Regions from separate parts of the Mus musculus genome. Here regions 1 and 3 are each linked to region 2. The links are chromatin contacts, called in public Hi-C and HiChIP or PLAC-seq maps. All regions are on one chromosome and are shown on one strand. Each heading gives the region's core, a stretch centred on a gene start, on an enhancer-like site or on the middle of the called end of the contact. The rest is flanking DNA. Distances are from core to core; before and after follow the strand shown. Region 1 has its middle 7.5 kb from the start of Gm32990. Region 2 has its middle 26 kb from the start of 4930526H09Rik. Region 3 overlaps Gm33045 (predicted gene, 33045).

Region 1 (3,110 bases), core at 507-3,006, 370 kb after region 2:
CTATATTTCACTGTCACTTGCCCAGTGTGTCTTTTTCTGCCACGTGACCTGACATAGGTCATTACAGGAAACCTTGCTGAAACACTAAGTTGTAGACAGGAACCTTTCTTGACGTCATGATATATATTTAGCCATGCTTTCTGTCTTTTAAAGGGGTATTCAAATCCACTGTAGCCCCCTCTAGAATACCATGCTGGCATGCTCCTCCAACTCAAAGCATTGGGTAATTTCTTTCCAGGGTAGCAAGGACAAGTTTGAAAGAATCTGGCTTTGCATCCTACCAGCTTACATTCATTTACTGGGTAACATAGCTGACCTTGAATTCACTACGTCATAGGCCAGGCTGTTCTCAAGTTCATGGTCCTCCGGTCTTAGCCTCTCATCTTTAGTAGAAGTATTTCAATGTATTGGGAAATGAAGAAAATAGTTAGGGTTTAAACTGAGCATTGAGGCTGGAGGAACACACTGGTCAAACTAGAGAGTCTCAGAAACAACCAGACTGTACCCAGCTTATAAGATCTGTGGGGGTGGGGGTGGGGGGACAACAAAAAACAAAAACAAATGCCAGCTCACAGCTCTTTCTTTTTATCTTGCTCGTAAGGAGGCAAGAGAGTTTGATTCAATTCCCAGATCACACTGACAAAGAAACTTACTGGACAGGGCCCTCATAGACCCCACCTTTCCCTGAGGGACAATGGTAATTAAAGGTTTCTGGGGAGAAGGTGTCATTTTCTCCAGTGGTGAGTCAGCCCTTGCTCTGGTAAACAACCAGCCATGCTCAGGGTAGAAACTGATTAGACTCAGTGGAGGGCACACAGAACGAAGAGATGAAAGTAGGAGGGCACTAGATGGGGGGGGGGGGATAGGAGAGGGGCGATGAAGAGAGAGGGGGAGGAGGAGAGAAGGTTCCACTACACGATGGACAGGGATTGGAAAAGGGCAAGGAGAAGAAGCAATATGAAGTTAGGGAAATTCATTATATAAATGAATGAAATTGTCAATTTAAATGAAGAACATGCCCCCGGTGGGAGATTAACATCCTTACAAGTCAGGTTTTATTTCTGATGTTTCAGATAAACGAAGAGGAACCCAGGCTCCCTTGTGAAGACCTAGGGTTTGATACCTCCGATGGGCCACGATGGAAATGAAAGCTTAGGAAACAAAGAAAAACCTAAACTAAACTAAAACCAGCTTTGTTTCCTTTATGCACATAGGTCAGTTTCAAAAGTAAGAAAAGGATGCATGGGGTAGCCGCTAGAATCATCGTCCAGTTATGAAGTTCATCTTGTCCATCTCTGGCTATATAGTTCTTAAGAAACCCGAGGAGCGAAATAAGGAAATACGGTGCATTATGCAAAAGAAGTTATGATTAGCTACAACAGCAAGCAGGACCTCAGTCCTAGGCCGATTCTTATCTCATATCAGCAACTAGACATTCAAAGCCAATATCCAACCAGGAACCGCGGAGCAATGGTAAACGGAAGTGCTTAGAGTTCCTGCTTAGAAGCATTGATCGTCAATTCCCTCTGGTTCCTTTGCACAGAATGCAATAGAATGGCCCAGTCTCCATCCATCATTAAGGGGCTAACTTGAGATAATTTAGCTTTCTATGTTAAACATTTTATTTGTGTGTATTATGTGAAGGTGTGTCTGTTTACACAGGTACATTCCAGCCATGTCTCCAGGCTGTATGCCTCCGCGTGCACCAGGCTTGCCAGCCCTGGAGGTTCCTGGGATTTTCTTGTCTTCTTTTCTCAATGTAAGCATGATGCGATTACCCATCCTCACTAATTTATTTGACATTAATTTGCGTTTCGGGATCTACACTCCAGCCTCTAAGCTCGCACAAGTACTTTCACCCACTGAGTCATGTTTAAAAGGAGCCGAAGCAGGCGTTCTCTTACACGGAGAGCGAAGCTTGCCAGGGAGGAAACTGCAGAAGCAAAACCAAAACAGACGGAGAAGTTCCGAGTGTCCTTAAGAAGTTTGTACTGCCTGAGTTCCTCTTACATAAGTGCCTGCTGTTTTGGGCTAACACGGGGCTGAGGAACAGAGCTCCTGTGGAGAAGGTCTACATCTATGCGTGCTATGGTTTGACTCAGTGTAACCTACAGGCCCGTGTGGAGGCTTGATCCACAGCGGAGGTGGTGTTGCCTTTAGGTGGTGCAGGCAAATGGCAGGCCTTAAGCCAATGCGGGCAAGGCACTTAAGGGGATGTTGGACACCTAACCCATTCCCTTCCTCCTTGCTCTTTGCTTCACAGACATCATGAAGTGAAACGCTTGCTCCACCATGTTCTCCAATCTGATGTGGTCTCACTATCCTCAGACCCAAACTTGAATTGAAACTGTGAGAGAAATAAACTTGTCTTGGTTAAAAGTTGATTTATGTCAGGATTTTGTTAAAGTAAGAGAAAACTGACTAGCACAATATGCATACTTAGATGTACGTATATGTGTGTATACACACACATGCATGGGTATGCAGACATATGCATGTATGTATGTGTATCGGTGCTAGGGGATATAGGGTCAAAAGAAAAGATGTTTAAAAGAGTGTATGAGTTATATGTTCCCTTTTCGAAAATAGAATTCCAATTCTTTGGTTTGTGCATCATATATAGTATCCCATATAGGTAATGTTTTTTCTTATAACTCTTTACTTTGTCACGCACACAGTTTCTTTTCTGTCTTTCGGCTGTTAAAATAGCAAATAATCCAGGTTTACTTTTGCCCAGCTTCCTTCTTTCATCTTATATGTCATTGCTTATATGTCATTGCTAGCATTTTTTCCCCCAGAGCTTGGGCCTGTTGTCTCAGCAACTGCTTTCCCCTCTGCTCCATCATTTATCAACGGCACTGGTTTTGCTTCTGTGTTTATTTTCCTTGAGTCTCAGAGGATGACTTTTCTGGAGACCAGAATGTCATGTATGCCCAGTGTCTCATAGAACTTCTTGCATATAAAAATAAAGATAGTTACATACATTGTTGGCAAACAGAAAATCTGAGCAGTAGATGAAATACTGAACAACATATGACATATATGCAGGATATTTCTCGGCTGTGGTATACTTGTTGACCCTATACAAAGCCCTAGATTTGATTTCTAGA
Region 2 (2,879 bases), core at 135-2,634:
TTTTTTGTTTTTTGGTTTTTTTTTTAACCAACTCTTCATTAGTAATTATTTTACTTACATACTGAGCCTCCAACTTCATTGACCAAATCACACAGTCCTCAAATAATTAGGATGTAAGCATCCAGAGGTCCTCTGCATCTTGAATGCAAATGAGCTAAGGCTTCAGTAAAGATGTTATTTATTTCTACTTCTGCCCATCGTGACTCAATTTTGAGTCTCAGAGATTTTTCTTACTCATGGCCTAGACTTTGTTTTCCTTGTTTTCTGAGACAGGGTTTCTCTGTGTAGCTCTGGTTGTCCAGGAACTCACTCTGTAGATCATGTTGGCTTTGAATTCACAGAGATTCACCTGCCTCTGCCTCCTAAGTGCTGGGATTAAAGGCGTGTGCCATCACCACCTGGCTGTGGCCTAGAATTTTTAAACATGTCCCTTTGGGATGCATTTTGACTCACTCTTCATTTACATGCTAAAGTCATCCTAAGATTCACAAAAAGGGTTGATTGTTTGAGCTTCACTAATTTGCATGCCAAGCTCATCTGGAAAGCCTTCTTGACCAAAAACTACCTACTAAATTGTCCAAGCCCCTGTGAGATTGCCACGATCTTCGGCTACCCAAGAATCATGAGGAAGGCAAAATTGAAGCCTTTCACTATTGTTTGATAAGTTGAATTGTAATATCCCCTAGTAGGTGACAACTCTAAATGAATTTATTCAGTTCACTCATGGGTATTTATTGTATACATACTACACAAAATTTGTTGTTCCAAATACTGGGCTTTGGCTACGAATAAAGCAATCCTTGTCAGTATGTGATTGCTTCTTCTTCAATTAATAATTTTGGGGCCTTTAATTGTTGGTCCTTCTTAATGAGCATGAACATCCTCAACCATCAAGAAGGAAGTGGGGATTGAAAGTTTGGCAGCTTCCGTTTCTTCTCGTGGCTAGTTCATACCCTACCTCAGGCTGGCAACTCAAGAAGCTTATCAATTCTTCTTTCTTTTGTTCAGAAAATGTTAACTCCATCCTATAAATAATAGAAATAGAAGTCCGTTTACTACTTTCCTATAAGCCTATTTATATCCTAGCAGGAAAAACAAATTCTTTTATTTAAACCTTTAGAGTCAATATGACTTTGGGTAAACTGGCTAATCCGGTTTCATTCATAAATTTGTGGGGAAAATCTAATACACTTAGAAGCTGCCCTTCTTTATTATGAATGACTGGAAAGATTCACTCTTATCTTTGAAGAATTCATCTCCTACAGGCTGTCTCCCTTGCAGAGTGCTGCTGATGGCTCCGAAGCTGACCTCAGTGTTAGCAATGCATTCTGAGGCTAGTGAGTCACTTCATGGGAATAGTCATACAGTGTGAGGTCTGGGGTGGCTTCACCAATGTCTCTGCCAACTAGAAATACCAGAGACACTACTATGCTGACTTCACTCCCCATACCCAAATAAGGAGAGGCAGGCCATTGCAAGCTGGACAGGCTTCTGAGCATTTTATGCATAGGAGGTGGGAAGGCTCTGCAGGAACTGGTATGCTGGTATGCCAGGTGACTTCTCCATCTTCTGTATGGTGTGCCTTTCCCAAATACAGACTAGACAGAGTGGAGCAAGCAGACCTCTCCATCTGCAAGAGTTGCTAGCATTTCTTTGAGGGTCTGAGATGGAATAACAGTAACAACAAAATACAAAACTTAAGTGAAGCTTAACATGGTGTTAATTTCCATCACAAGACCCATGTCCTAACTAACTTTAAATCCCTCAGGAGAGATCTTGCCCTTTAAAAATCAGTCATAAGCCATGAGGTCCTTGGTGGTGGAACTGTCTTTTGAATTATTGCATAGTGGTGTTTGCTACTTGCTGGGAGCTTCATAGATATTTGTTAGCTTGACAAACAAGTGAGAAACATTTGTGCAGAAGTTATAAACGAGTCCAGGAATACACAGCGGCAAATCTAAGCTAACGGAATGTGTTGGTTTGCCATTCTCACTGCTGGCCTTAGCCACAACAATCCTGATGTCATCTGCAGGACAGTTTCTGCTGATCAAAGACTGCCTAGCAGAAACAAGCTGGCTGCTGAATTCTTCCTTCTTTGTCTAGACAGTGTGTATGTTGGAGAGGAGTACTTCCTTTGCATGTGTGAGCCATAAACCCACCATCCTTGTGTCTAGACCACTATAAACACTGACAAAAGCACAGCATCCTATAGCCCCAAAGCAAGCCAAGGCTACATTGAATTTGAGATTTTTAAATATCTGTTTTTCAAGATGAATAAGATATTCACAGATTAGGGATTTTCCTAGTGTCTGATATTTTTTTTTTTTTTTGCATTATGCCCACTAAGCCTTTGTCAAGTAGACCTATAAGAAATAAGAGTGTGGTAGGTATAGGATAGGTTGGGAGAAAAGGTTCTAGTGAAGTAGGTGAGGTGATCCTTATTTTGAGCCAGGATTGCCAGATGTGAAACCCTTGGCAGCCACACAATATCAGGCAGATGTACACAAGATCCTGCATGAACATCTTTCTCCATACTACCTCTTACTTCCTTGAAATTGGCCCAACACCCTCTGCAGCCTGCAGTGGGACTCACTGCCCTGCAGCTTGGGTTCAGAGAAGACTGAACCTTCACGATTTCCCAGCTACCCAGAACTGTAGCACTGAAGTAAAATAGGATAAATGCATCATCATTTTTTAAGTTCAAAAAATATACCTCTTTGATCTACAGTTTACTTCTGTATTCTGTATGTGAGCATAATTGTTTTTCTCACCTGTGTTTTTCTGAGAAGTGAAACCCACGAGTGATTGCTCAATAGTAGAATGTCAGAAGGGGTCACACTCCAAATCACTTCCACACTATGAAGTTAAATCCTTGTAGG
Region 3 (2,868 bases), core at 245-2,744, 300 kb after region 2:
GATTTAGAGGAGGTTGCTGAGAAACTAAACCTGAATACCTATCCATGGAGTCTCTACAAAGGAGCTTTTGGATGTCCTTACTCACTTGGTGAAGAAATTTATTTAAATGAGATTCCTTTAGTGGAATTCTAAACAGGTCACATCACAGACTGAATGCTTCTACTAGACATAGCTACTATGTCCACTTGGAATGTCTACATTTTAACCTCCCCTAACGGAATTCTACATTTAATTTTAAAATTAGCTTAAATTCTTCTTGGCCCAGGGAGTGGTACTTTTAGGAGGTGTGGCCTTGTTAGAATAGATGTGGCCTTTTAGGAAGAAGTGTGTCACTTTGGACATAGGCTTTGAGACCCTTCTCCTAACACCCTGAAAGCCAGTCTTCTGGAGGCCTTCTAATCCAGATACAGAACTCACAGCTCCTTGTGCACCATGTCTGCCTGGATGATGCCATGTTTCCTGCTCCGATGATAATGGACTGAACCTCTGAACCTGTAACCAGACACAATTAAATGCTGTTTTTGTAAGACTGGCCTTCCTTGTTCATGGTGTTTGTTCACAACAGTAAAAAATCAAACTAAGCCAACTCTGAAACATTTTTTATTTTAGCTCCAAAGGGTTCTCTCTTTTTCAAATGTATATCAGATATACACACCATCTTCATCTTCATCATTACTGATTTTACTTATAGCTACTCTATCCCATCCCTTCACACCATTTAGTCATAATTACCATGGTCTTCAGTAATACTTTCCCTGCTCAGTGAGTGTCATTTTCCTTCCCACTCATTTTCATTCCCACTTTGTCTCAGAGGAGTTATCAGCATTCCCAGTTTTCAGATGATGAAATGTGAAATCAAGAGATGAAATTTGGGATTCTGACTCAATCAGCCTGAAAGTGGGAGAGTAAAGTTGAATTCCAAATCTGTCTGACATAAGGCCGATGTTTGTGGACTATTTTTTTTAATATCTCTCCAGAGGACAGCTCATCATTGAATTATAAGCCCCTCTAAAAAGAAGACTGTCTCATCATTTTTCTGAAATCCCCAGGGCAACCCCCACAGAGTTAACCATATGGCAGGGGCCCTGTACACTCATGGGAGGGTCACAAATGTGGGCTGCAAGCAGAAGGGTGCCATTAACACTGTCGATTGCTTCAGCTCTGATTTCTTTTGCTAATGAAGAGATAATGCATCAAGTTAAAGAGGTTCAACCCTTCAAAGGGTTTTTATTGTGTGCCTGTAAAGGATGCTTGGTAGCGTAGGAGAAATGTGGGAATCCCCTTTTCAATTTTTGGAAAGATGACAATATGGCCTCAGCTGGGAAGTCAGCTAGCAAAAACATTGTAGCCAGGAGACTATCAGTTCTTCTAACCACAGAATTTACATAGTTTTGTCATCCAAACAGTTGTCACTAAAACAATCCCAAATAACACCACTCAAAGGAGTGGTGGTGGTGATGTGTTGCTCTCCATGGGCAGGCTTCCTGCTCCCAGAGAGCCCTTTAGGGAAGTTAAGAGCCATTCACAGAGCCCCACCCCAAGATGAAATTCCAGAGCACTTACACTTGTGCCTAATGATAATAATTACGGACCGAAAGGGCTCTTCAATGCTGACAGATGATGCATTTTATTAGCTATGCAGCAAGGTACCATTTCTTTTACCAGAAAGAACATCTCCTAGCTTGAATTACCCAGAGTCTGTTTCTGACCCAGGGGAATATAGATGAAGCTTATCACTTAGATAGTCATGGGCTTCTGTGTTTTCTAAGCCCTCCTTGCGTCTGTGCAGACTGTGGAAGAGGAGCACGTTCATGGGGGTTTTGAATAGCTACTACTACATAAGGTGAGCCATCCGTGTTTGGGCTTGAAGCAGATGAAATGGCATGGAGGGAAAGGGCTGTTACTCTCAAGTAGGCCTCCAGCCAAGATAAGGCTACAGAAACTGGCACAATGAGCAGAGGCACCTGGGGAGGCTTACTGCTCCTGCTTATACATCTTGCTTTGTTTCTGTCCACAGTTCCCAGCCCAGAGCAGGTGTTTGTGGGTTGGATAACCAAGTCTTTCAGCTCACTGGCCCTGGGTTCTCGTTCAGAGCAGACACACTGCTCATGGCAGAATTAAACAGAGCTTTAAAGTTGACACAGCCTTTAGAGTAGCTATTAGTAAACTCCAGTCTTTACCCATATCACTGTATTCATGTGCTCCCTTGAGTCCAGCACTCTGGGTGAAGAATTGAAATTATCATGCACCATGCCCTCAGTACTCTGCTCTAGCTAGATTGCCAGTTAGGACCTCAAGCTTTCCAACCCACATAGCTTCACACGTTGTGCCAGACAAGGAAAGGGTGACTAAAATGGTCATCACTCATCATTGAGACAGGCAGGGCCTGGGAGCCATCTCTCTCGTTGCTTCATTTCCATACATGTCCTATGCAAAAGCAGTGCCTTCTGTTGGCTCCCTTAAGTCACATGACAAATATTTTCTGAGGAAACCATCAGTGAAAAGACCTAGAAACACTGGAATTCTGATTCAAGTCCCTCCACAGTGGGGTCAATTGCTAATGTACAATGTACATCTGATTCTCCATACTGGCTCCGTACTGGCCGAACCACCATTGATAAATATGACACCCCAAATTCTGATCCTGTCAGCACAAGATCTCAGAAGTCGATTTGAACAAACTATAGAATTTTTCAGTTAAGTGGGCATTGGTAGCAAATAATCCCCTCACTGGGATGGTTTGTTTCTTGTTTGTGGTACATGTGCTTTGAAACAGACCAGTGTTATGTACTGGGGAAGAGGAATCATCCAAGCTATGCAGATAGACAGGGGCTCTATTATCTGAAGACACTCCTCTCTCTCTCTCTC

The links. Hi-C and Micro-C count contacts between places; a contact is called where the count stands out from the background. HiChIP or PLAC-seq counts read pairs in DNA pulled down with a chosen protein or histone mark.
Region 1: an H3K4me3 HiChIP or PLAC-seq map of bone marrow-derived macrophages shows a contact between it and region 2, with 4 times the contacts expected there. The contact joins two enhancer-like sites. A contact is called at or near these places in 1 of 484 Hi-C or Micro-C datasets (bone marrow-derived macrophages) and 4 of 115 datasets of contacts at active chromatin or transcription factors (bone marrow-derived macrophages, embryonic basal ganglia, microglia and 1 more).
Region 3: a Hi-C map of myocytes shows a contact between it and region 2, with 2.4 times the contacts expected there. The contact joins two enhancer-like sites. A contact is called at or near these places in 1 of 15 datasets of contacts at CTCF or cohesin (the NIH/3T3 cell line), 4 of 484 Hi-C or Micro-C datasets (the C2C12 cell line, cerebral cortex, embryonic fibroblasts and 1 more) and 1 of 115 datasets of contacts at active chromatin or transcription factors (pancreatic cancer cells).

What each region holds. Positions count from the first base shown.
Region 1 is chr13:110,559,642-110,562,751 of GRCm38.p6, reverse strand. No RefSeq gene overlaps it. Among named protein-coding and RNA genes, the nearest start is that of Gm32990, 7.5 kb to the left of the region's middle. Within about 2 kb of position 1,756, at least 31 of the 459 cell types and tissues checked have an H3K27ac peak or open chromatin away from gene starts, as enhancers often do. A contact at or near this core is called in bone marrow-derived macrophages and microglia, where this site is marked.
Region 2 is chr13:110,928,281-110,931,159 of GRCm38.p6, reverse strand. No RefSeq gene overlaps it. Among named protein-coding and RNA genes, the nearest start is that of 4930526H09Rik, 26 kb to the right of the region's middle. Within about 2 kb of position 1,384, at least 66 of the 459 cell types and tissues checked have an H3K27ac peak or open chromatin away from gene starts, as enhancers often do. A contact at or near this core is called in the C2C12 cell line, bone marrow-derived macrophages, microglia and 1 more, where this site is marked.
Region 3 is chr13:110,632,092-110,634,959 of GRCm38.p6, reverse strand. All of the region lies in intron 4 of Gm33045 (predicted gene, 33045), which reads right to left. Among named protein-coding and RNA genes, the nearest start is that of Gm33045, 6.3 kb to the right of the region's middle. Within about 2 kb of position 1,494, at least 24 of the 459 cell types and tissues checked have an H3K27ac peak or open chromatin away from gene starts, as enhancers often do. A contact at or near this core is called in the C2C12 cell line and myocytes, where this site is marked.